2 separate regions of the Mus musculus genome follow, and region 2 is linked to region 1. Evidence: chromatin contacts called from public promoter capture Hi-C data. All regions are on one chromosome and are shown on one strand. Each heading gives the region's core, a stretch centred on a gene start, on an enhancer-like site or on the middle of the called end of the contact. The rest is flanking DNA. Distances are from core to core; before and after follow the strand shown.

Region 1 (3,488 bases), core at 620-3,119:
TTAAATGTCACATCAAAAAGTTGATTCATCCTTTGATCCTCAGCTTGCAAGAGTTCCACGCAGACCATCTGAAAGCCTCGTGCGGAGTTCTGGAGCTCACAGGACATCTGTGAACACCAGTCCCAGGCCAGGCGCAGGGGCTGGAGTCACTCACTCCCCCAACCCACTTGCTCCCACAGAACACCTCTAGCCTCAAGAACCCCCTGGGTGAAGAAAGAGGGTGCACCCAGACCACACTACAGAGAAGCCCCCTCCCTCTCAGGGCCACACTAAGGGGGCAGCCAGGTCTCAGTGCCTCCAAACTCTACACTCAGATGGCAGATGGCACTGATGAATGCCACAGACACAGTTGGAGGTAGCCACAGATCCTGGGCCAGCAGAGCCCTGCCCTCTACCCAGACACTCCTGTCTGCCTTTAGTCTTAACCCCTCCCTGTGGAAAAGCTGGCCACAAAAGCAAAGTAGAGGAGCCCCCCCAGCCCCCGACACACACACAGAAACACAGCATAGTTTCCCCACCCCACTGGACCTGTATCATCGCCTCCCTGGCACTTCCTCCCCAAGCAACCCTCTGTGCCCAGCTGGGCAGGAGACTGGTGCCCACTTGATCGACAAGGGTCCTCCAAAGCATAGGGCACAAGTAGGGCTAGTGGGGCACACAGTGGCTGAGAAGGGATTTTTGGACTTAGAACAATGTGCAAGCGGGATGCTAAAAGTTGGAGTAGGGGGAGATCCTCAGACTCTCCCCAAGGCTAAAAGGGGTGAAAGGATGGAACGGAGTGGGGGGCCATACCCGAGTGCCTCGACCAACAGTGCCTGCCAATCTCAGCTGACGGGGTCCTGAGACGCTGCCTGGACAGCGCTGCCTCCCGATCCACTCCTCGATGCCTTTCCTTGCCCAAGCAGCGCTTACAGCAAAGCTGTCACCTGAGGCGGGAAGAACACGAAGACATTGAGTCTGGGCCCCCCCGGCTGGCAAAAAGTTACCAGAGAGTGAAGGGAAGGAGACAAGGCGGCACAGCCCGGAGAGTAAAGACTTGGCAAGAGGGTCAAGCACCAGACGGAGCAGAATCCAAAAGAGCGAAATAGCCAAGGAAGGGGGCTCGGCGAGATCCTAAGTGCTAGGAGGATTCAGAGGGTGAAAGGGAGGAGGCAATATACCCTGACTGAAGGAGTTCGGGGATCAGAGAGGAAGGAGCGCGGGAGGCAGGGATTGCGAAGGAGAGAGATGAGGGTCAGCAGAGAGGGTGCAGTGAGACCAGAGACCAAGTTCTCCGGAGTAGGGGCTGGCGACTAGAGGAAGGCGCAAGATCTTGGGGAGCTGAAGGGAAGACGCCGCCGCCAAAGTGGAGGGGGTTAGGGTCAGCAGTGGGAGCACCGGGCTGTGGGGAACGGGTAGGAGGGACAGAGGGGCCCCAAAGAGCGCTCCCGGGGCGGGGCTGGGGGCTGAGGCAACCCTGGTAATGAGATCCAGCGGCAGGGCGGTCCGCGCCGCCTCCCTCGCGCCCCCCGGGCTGGTGGCCCGCACGCCTACCTTCCGGGCTCTCCCTGCGCTTGCACACGGCGGCTGCGGGCACATCGCGCGCGGCGGCGGCGGCGGGAGCCGGAAAGAAAGGAGAGGGAGAGTTAGCACCGGCGAGAGGACGCGGGGCCGCGGCCGGCGCGCAGGCGAGGACACTGACCCGGCTTCGAGTGAAGTTTCCCCATGCTGGGGCGCGGCGGCGGAGCGTCCTAAGCCATGCGTCCGGCCGCCGACCCCGCGCCAGCCTCGCTCGCCTCCTCCTCACAGTCCGCGCGCCGAGCGCAGCCTTAGGCGGCGCCGGGACGCGCTCCTGCCGCCGTCGCCGCGGCCGGACTGACGCCCGGGCGCGCCGAGCCCCCTGCCCGCCGCCGCGGCCCCGCGCCTCCCTGAGCGCCCATTGGCCGGCAGCGGCCCATCAAAGGCGAGGCGGACGCGGCGGGGCGGGTAGAGGCGGGGCCTGCGGGTAGGGGCTGGCCGATGGGCGGGACCACAGAGGGCGTGGCCTGTGGGCGGGGAGGGGTGGAGCCTCGATGGGGAGGGGCTTTGGGTGTGCTGGGCCCCAAGCCCCCCGTGCGAACCTCGGGGCCTGAGTCGGGACCGGGCGGAGGCTTTGGCCGCTGGGTGGTGGAACAGCGCTGCCCTCGCTGGTGACACTGAGACTTCCCTCTTCTCTGCATTTCCTCGAAGCTGCCAGAGTGGGACTGGATGGCTCGAGTTCACAGGTGGGGAAACTGAGGTTATAACTGGCGACCTCAGATGCCCTAGCATACGTGTCTACTGCTCTCCCATGGTGCTGTCCCTTCCCAGACTTACAGTGCTCAATCCCTGTTTTCAGCTGCCTGCCCTTTTCTTTGACTACTCTGGGTTTTGGGTTTGTTTGATTTTGTTTTTTGGGTTTTTCTTTTTTTTTTTTTTTTCCCATTTGGGAGTCCAGTAGAAATCAACTGGACACCTTGCTGGCTAGAGGGAGTTCAGGCCCACTCCTGTTAACAACAAGTGTACAGGAACCCCGAGCTGTCCCCTTGTCACTCGCAACTCTTCTTCGCCCATGGGCTCCTGAGTGCCCAACTGGGATCGGGGCGAGCTGCCAAGCTATGAGGCCAGGAGCGGTGAACCGCCGGATCTTTGATCTTTCTTAGTTTCCGTTTCCCCCTTCCCCCCTGCAGTTCTGCAGACCCCAAGGGCCTGTTTGTTTTGTCTGGGGAGGTCTCTGCAAAGGGGAAGGCGACTTAAAGGCTTCCACTATATACCTTTGTGGTCCTTAGAAGGACGTTCTCTGCTGTCCCCGCGCTAAGCTTATCCTGGTATCTGAGCCTGGGCATGGGAAAGAACCAGTTCTGCTCTTAGAGCTAGACTCACTGCTTCAGCCTCAGTTTTATGATCTGTACAATGGAGACTTAGTTCTCCTCATTTTTTTAAAACCTGCTCCCCTGTGCTGCGATACTCAATATAAACAGGTGACCTACAGTGGTTGGTCGTTTTTAGACTTACAAGTAAGCACTTTGTGGGAAGGGATCTGGGAGTCAATCCCAGAGCACTGCTTTGACAAGCCGGTGCTAGGCAAGCAAACACTGTGATTGAGCTATGTCCTGAGCCCTAGGCGCTACAATTTTTAAAAAGTTAAACAGGTGTGTCATCCAGATGGCTCAGCTGCTAAAGTTGCTTGCCACCAAGCCTGAGGATCTGAGTTCCATCCCCAGAGACCACATGGTGAAAGGAATGGCCAACCTGCTACAAAATTATCCCCTACACACACACCTCCACCAAAAAAAAAAAAAAAAAAAGTAAGTTTCACATTAAAAGTAAAGGGCAAAGTTGGTTTGACTCAAGATAGCAAAAATCACATCAATACTTAGTAAGATGTCACGTTCTTTGTTTTCCACTGTCTTTAAGGTCTGGTGTGCATATTACACTTGAAACACATCTCAAACAGAAGAGCCACACTGCAAGAGACCTTGGCATGTGGC
Region 2 (3,442 bases), core at 462-2,961, 1.3 Mb before region 1:
TCTTCTTTTCTGATGGAATGTGCTTTCCTCTTAGGTCTTTGACTGATCAGATCAGAGACCCTCTTAGCTTATGAAGGGGAACCTCCATTGAGTAAAATTAAATGACAACCCATTGCCACAACTACAAAAGTGTCTTCACAGGAGTACTTACATTTGTGTTTCATCAAATAGCTAACTACTGTGGACTGAGCTCTGCATGAAGTTATCACATTTAATAAATGGCAGATTCAGAATTTAAGTCATGTTTTCTCCCACTGATACATTTATCTGTCAGCAGCTGGCAGATGCCAACCTTCCACAGATGTTGAGGGCAGGCCTCCAGTAGGCAAGGCAGCCCTGACACGCATCCCACACTGAGCACCCGATTTCTAAAGGCCTGAATCCTGGAGTGGGGGCTTCAGGGTGGAACTGAAGCAGTTTCTAGAGCAAGCTTTGAAAGGCCCATGGTCACAGCTCAGAGAGCACATGTCCAACCTCTCACCTTCAAAGGAGGGACGCTTGAGACCCAAGCTCCACACAGTGTGACCCTGATCCAGAAAACGTGAGAGACAACTGTTTCTCTGTAAGCTGGTCCCATCCCTCCCCATCCCACCTCCAGCCCGAGGCCATTTGTCAGAAGCCAGCTGTTGTGAGTGAGAAGAAAGGTGTCAGCTCTATGTACTGCTAACTTCTAGGAGGCAGCATGTCTCTTCCAGAGAAACTGCTTTTCTGACAGCGGTACTGTCTTTCCAGTCCCCAGGTAGAGAGAAGAGATTCCTTAGTGAGAAGAGAACCGTTCTGCTCCAGGTTCACAGGGGAAGCTGACCTGCTTCTCACAGACCGTTTGCTGTGGTACTCGCCATGGAGGGCATGGAAAATGGCATGGAGCCAGCCCGAAGCATCATCTGTAAGTCATGAGTTGTCTCCTTCCTTGGAAACGGGAGAACGGGAGCGTTGACCTCCTCTGGCTAGTGCTGATCTAAAGCTCCTTAGCATAATGGCATATGCGCTTCTAGAAGAAAGTTCCTAGCGGTGTTTTATTAATAATAAAGCAGAGATTGTAGGCACTGAGGATCTAAACAGATTTTTAAAAAGCAGCAAATGCATGTGTGTGATTGCATTTGCCTGTAGGGAGGGAACAAACCCTCAGACTTAACAGCAACTTAACAGCCATTGTCAATGGCTCAGCATACTTTCTCTTCCTAGGAAGAAAAAAAAAAAAAAAACCTTAAACACATCTACCAAGGATGATTGGAAGGTCAAGGTTAACCACGAGGAAACACAACATAGCAACTTTATCACATTGTGTATCGTTATACTACTGATCAAAAATGAAGTTTCTGAAGGCTCAGGATAGCAAGAAAGATAATCTTTTTTAGGAAGAAGAAAAAAAAAGTCATCTTTCCCAGACTCTAGTCGTCAATCCACAGGAGGCTTACATTTTAAGATACACCTGACAGGAGAGCCTGCTTGTGTTCCTTCTGTGATTAATTGGCAAACATTACATTTGTTCATTTCCTTAATGAGCATGTTTTGAACACTTACTGTGAGCCAGGCAACGTCTGGCAGCTGGGGGGTGGGGGAAGCAAAGCCACTAAGCCCAAGGCAAGCAACACGGAAGGGCTTAGCATCCTAAGCGTAGGTGTGTTCATTGAGATTCAAGTCTGAAGCTTGCCAAGAGAAAGGAGCATGCGCGCTGCCTTCAAATATGGCGTCCAGATGATCGGGAGGGGAAAGGAAATCATTAGGGGCGAGGGAGGAGGAGCGGCTTGCGGAAGAGCACTTGATTAGAATATTCCACTCACAGAAGATTATGAGAAGAATTTTCAGGAGGCTTGGTGGTGAAGCTGGCTAAGTCCCTGGAACTGAAAGAAAGCGCGTACACACCCACCACTAACACAAATTTGTACTCAGCAGGATGTAAGGCTTGTCGAGTCAAAGGTCAACAAGAAGTGCAGAGCACCAGGACTTGAAAGTATCTCATCACTGATTCGGTTTCCAAATTCAGGGTTTGTCACACTCTGTGAGTTTTAAGGAGGGGTGGAAGCCCTCACCTAGTGAGGTGAGAGGGCACTTGAGACAGACAGACAGACAGACAGACTGGTCAGTTCAGGCTGAGCTGTGCTCTAACAAGTGAGCCAAGTTCTTTCCGGCTTACTGAACAGCAAAAATGTTTTTTTTTTCCTGCTCATATGACATAGCTGTCCTGGAACGGCTTTGTTTTTGCTCTACAGCTTCTTCATTTTGGAATCTGCCGAACAAGAGGCTCTTGTCTGGAACATGCTGGGTCCTTTGGCAAGAAAAGGAAATACTGGTGGACCATAGCTTTCAAAGCTCTTGCTTGGCAATGTCACCCACTGTTTCTGCCTACGCTTGTTGGTCAAAACCAAGACAGGCATTCAGATTTGTATCAGTGCACTATGAAAGCATTTTTTTTCCTCCAAGAAATAGAAAAAATATTTTAATTAATGATGTCACATTTATCTTGGGGTTCAGCAGTCCCCTACCCCCAGCTTCACTCAGTGCAGCCCCATAAGAGACTGTTTTACCTGTTGGAACTTGGCACCACTCTTGGTTTGGTGCAGTTGTGGCAAAGGTTATCAATTATTCGCTGAAGTCTGTTCTGCACCTATATCTACATATGGCCCTGGGTGTAACCCCTACCAACTGTTTTCATCACTTTCTGGCCATGACTTTGAAGTAGCATGCATGAGCTTTCTCCACTGTACACAGCAAAGTGTGGAGAGTATAAGAATCCAGACAATGACCGTTCAGACTGGAGCGAGCCATTTAGGTCTGGTCTAGTTAACCTGTAAACAATAATGACTCCATAAAGTCCGTGATGGGATCTCAGTTATTGGCTCCTTGCTGATGGCATTGCAAATTATTATAAAAGTGTATCCCAGAGTGCTTGCTATAGCAACAGTAACAATAATCATATTCATAATTTTTAGTTCTTAACACTGTACTGGGACAGGGGCTGACAAGATGGCTCAGTGGGTAGAGGGTCTTGCTGCCAAGCTTTTCAACCTGAGGTTGAGTGCCAGGACCTATGCTAGTGGGAGAAGAGAACTGACTCACAAACATTGTCCTCTCACCTCCACTCATGAGCCGTGGCACCCTGAACCCACCAAGAACACAGATAAAACGAAGCAAATGCCACCCTACACCCTCACCATAATTAATAGAGTATTGGTTTGTAAATTATAGATGCCGGGATCTGGTTGCCTTTGCTACTTGGTAACTGTGGGTTCCTGATCTTTGGCTCATGAGGACAGAGGTTTCAGACTATCTGTTCCATTGCTTTTGGTCTGAGGCGAGGGAGACACTGTGAAAATGGCTGGGTGTCAGATAAGGAGACTGCTGAACTCTGAACAGCCAGGGAGCAGAGAGGAACAGGAAGGGATCAGGGGCAAGATGGCCTTCAAAGACATCAAAGCTCGATGGCTAGTGCCGATCGGCT

Evidence for each region. Promoter capture Hi-C pulls out the DNA fragments that hold promoters and counts their contacts.
Region 2: a promoter capture Hi-C map of hippocampal neurons shows a contact between it and region 1, with 3 times the contacts expected there. The contact joins the enhancer-like site here to the promoter of Nkd1 in region 1. A contact is called at or near these places in 5 of 39 promoter capture datasets (cranial neural crest, embryonic stem cells, hippocampal neurons and 1 more), 1 of 484 Hi-C or Micro-C datasets (stem cell-derived neural stem cells) and 2 of 115 datasets of contacts at active chromatin or transcription factors (embryonic stem cells and microglia).

The regions. Positions count from the first base shown.
Region 1 is chr8:88,519,725-88,523,212 of GRCm38.p6, reverse strand. Nkd1 (naked cuticle 1) reads right to left here and starts at 1,869. Exons shown (of 10, transcript NM_027280.3): 1 at 1,682-1,869; 2 at 1,534-1,566; 3 at 793-926. The coding sequence starts at 1,706. Gm35162 (predicted gene, 35162) reads left to right here and starts at 2,092. Exons shown (of 2, transcript NR_168470.1): 1 at 2,092-2,243; 2 at 3,415-3,488.
Region 2 is chr8:89,785,915-89,789,356 of GRCm38.p6, reverse strand. No RefSeq gene overlaps it. Among named protein-coding and RNA genes, the nearest start is that of Gm24212, 120 kb to the right of the region's middle. Within about 2 kb of position 1,711, at least 19 of the 459 cell types and tissues checked have an H3K27ac peak or open chromatin away from gene starts, as enhancers often do. A contact at or near this core is called in hippocampal neurons, where this site is marked.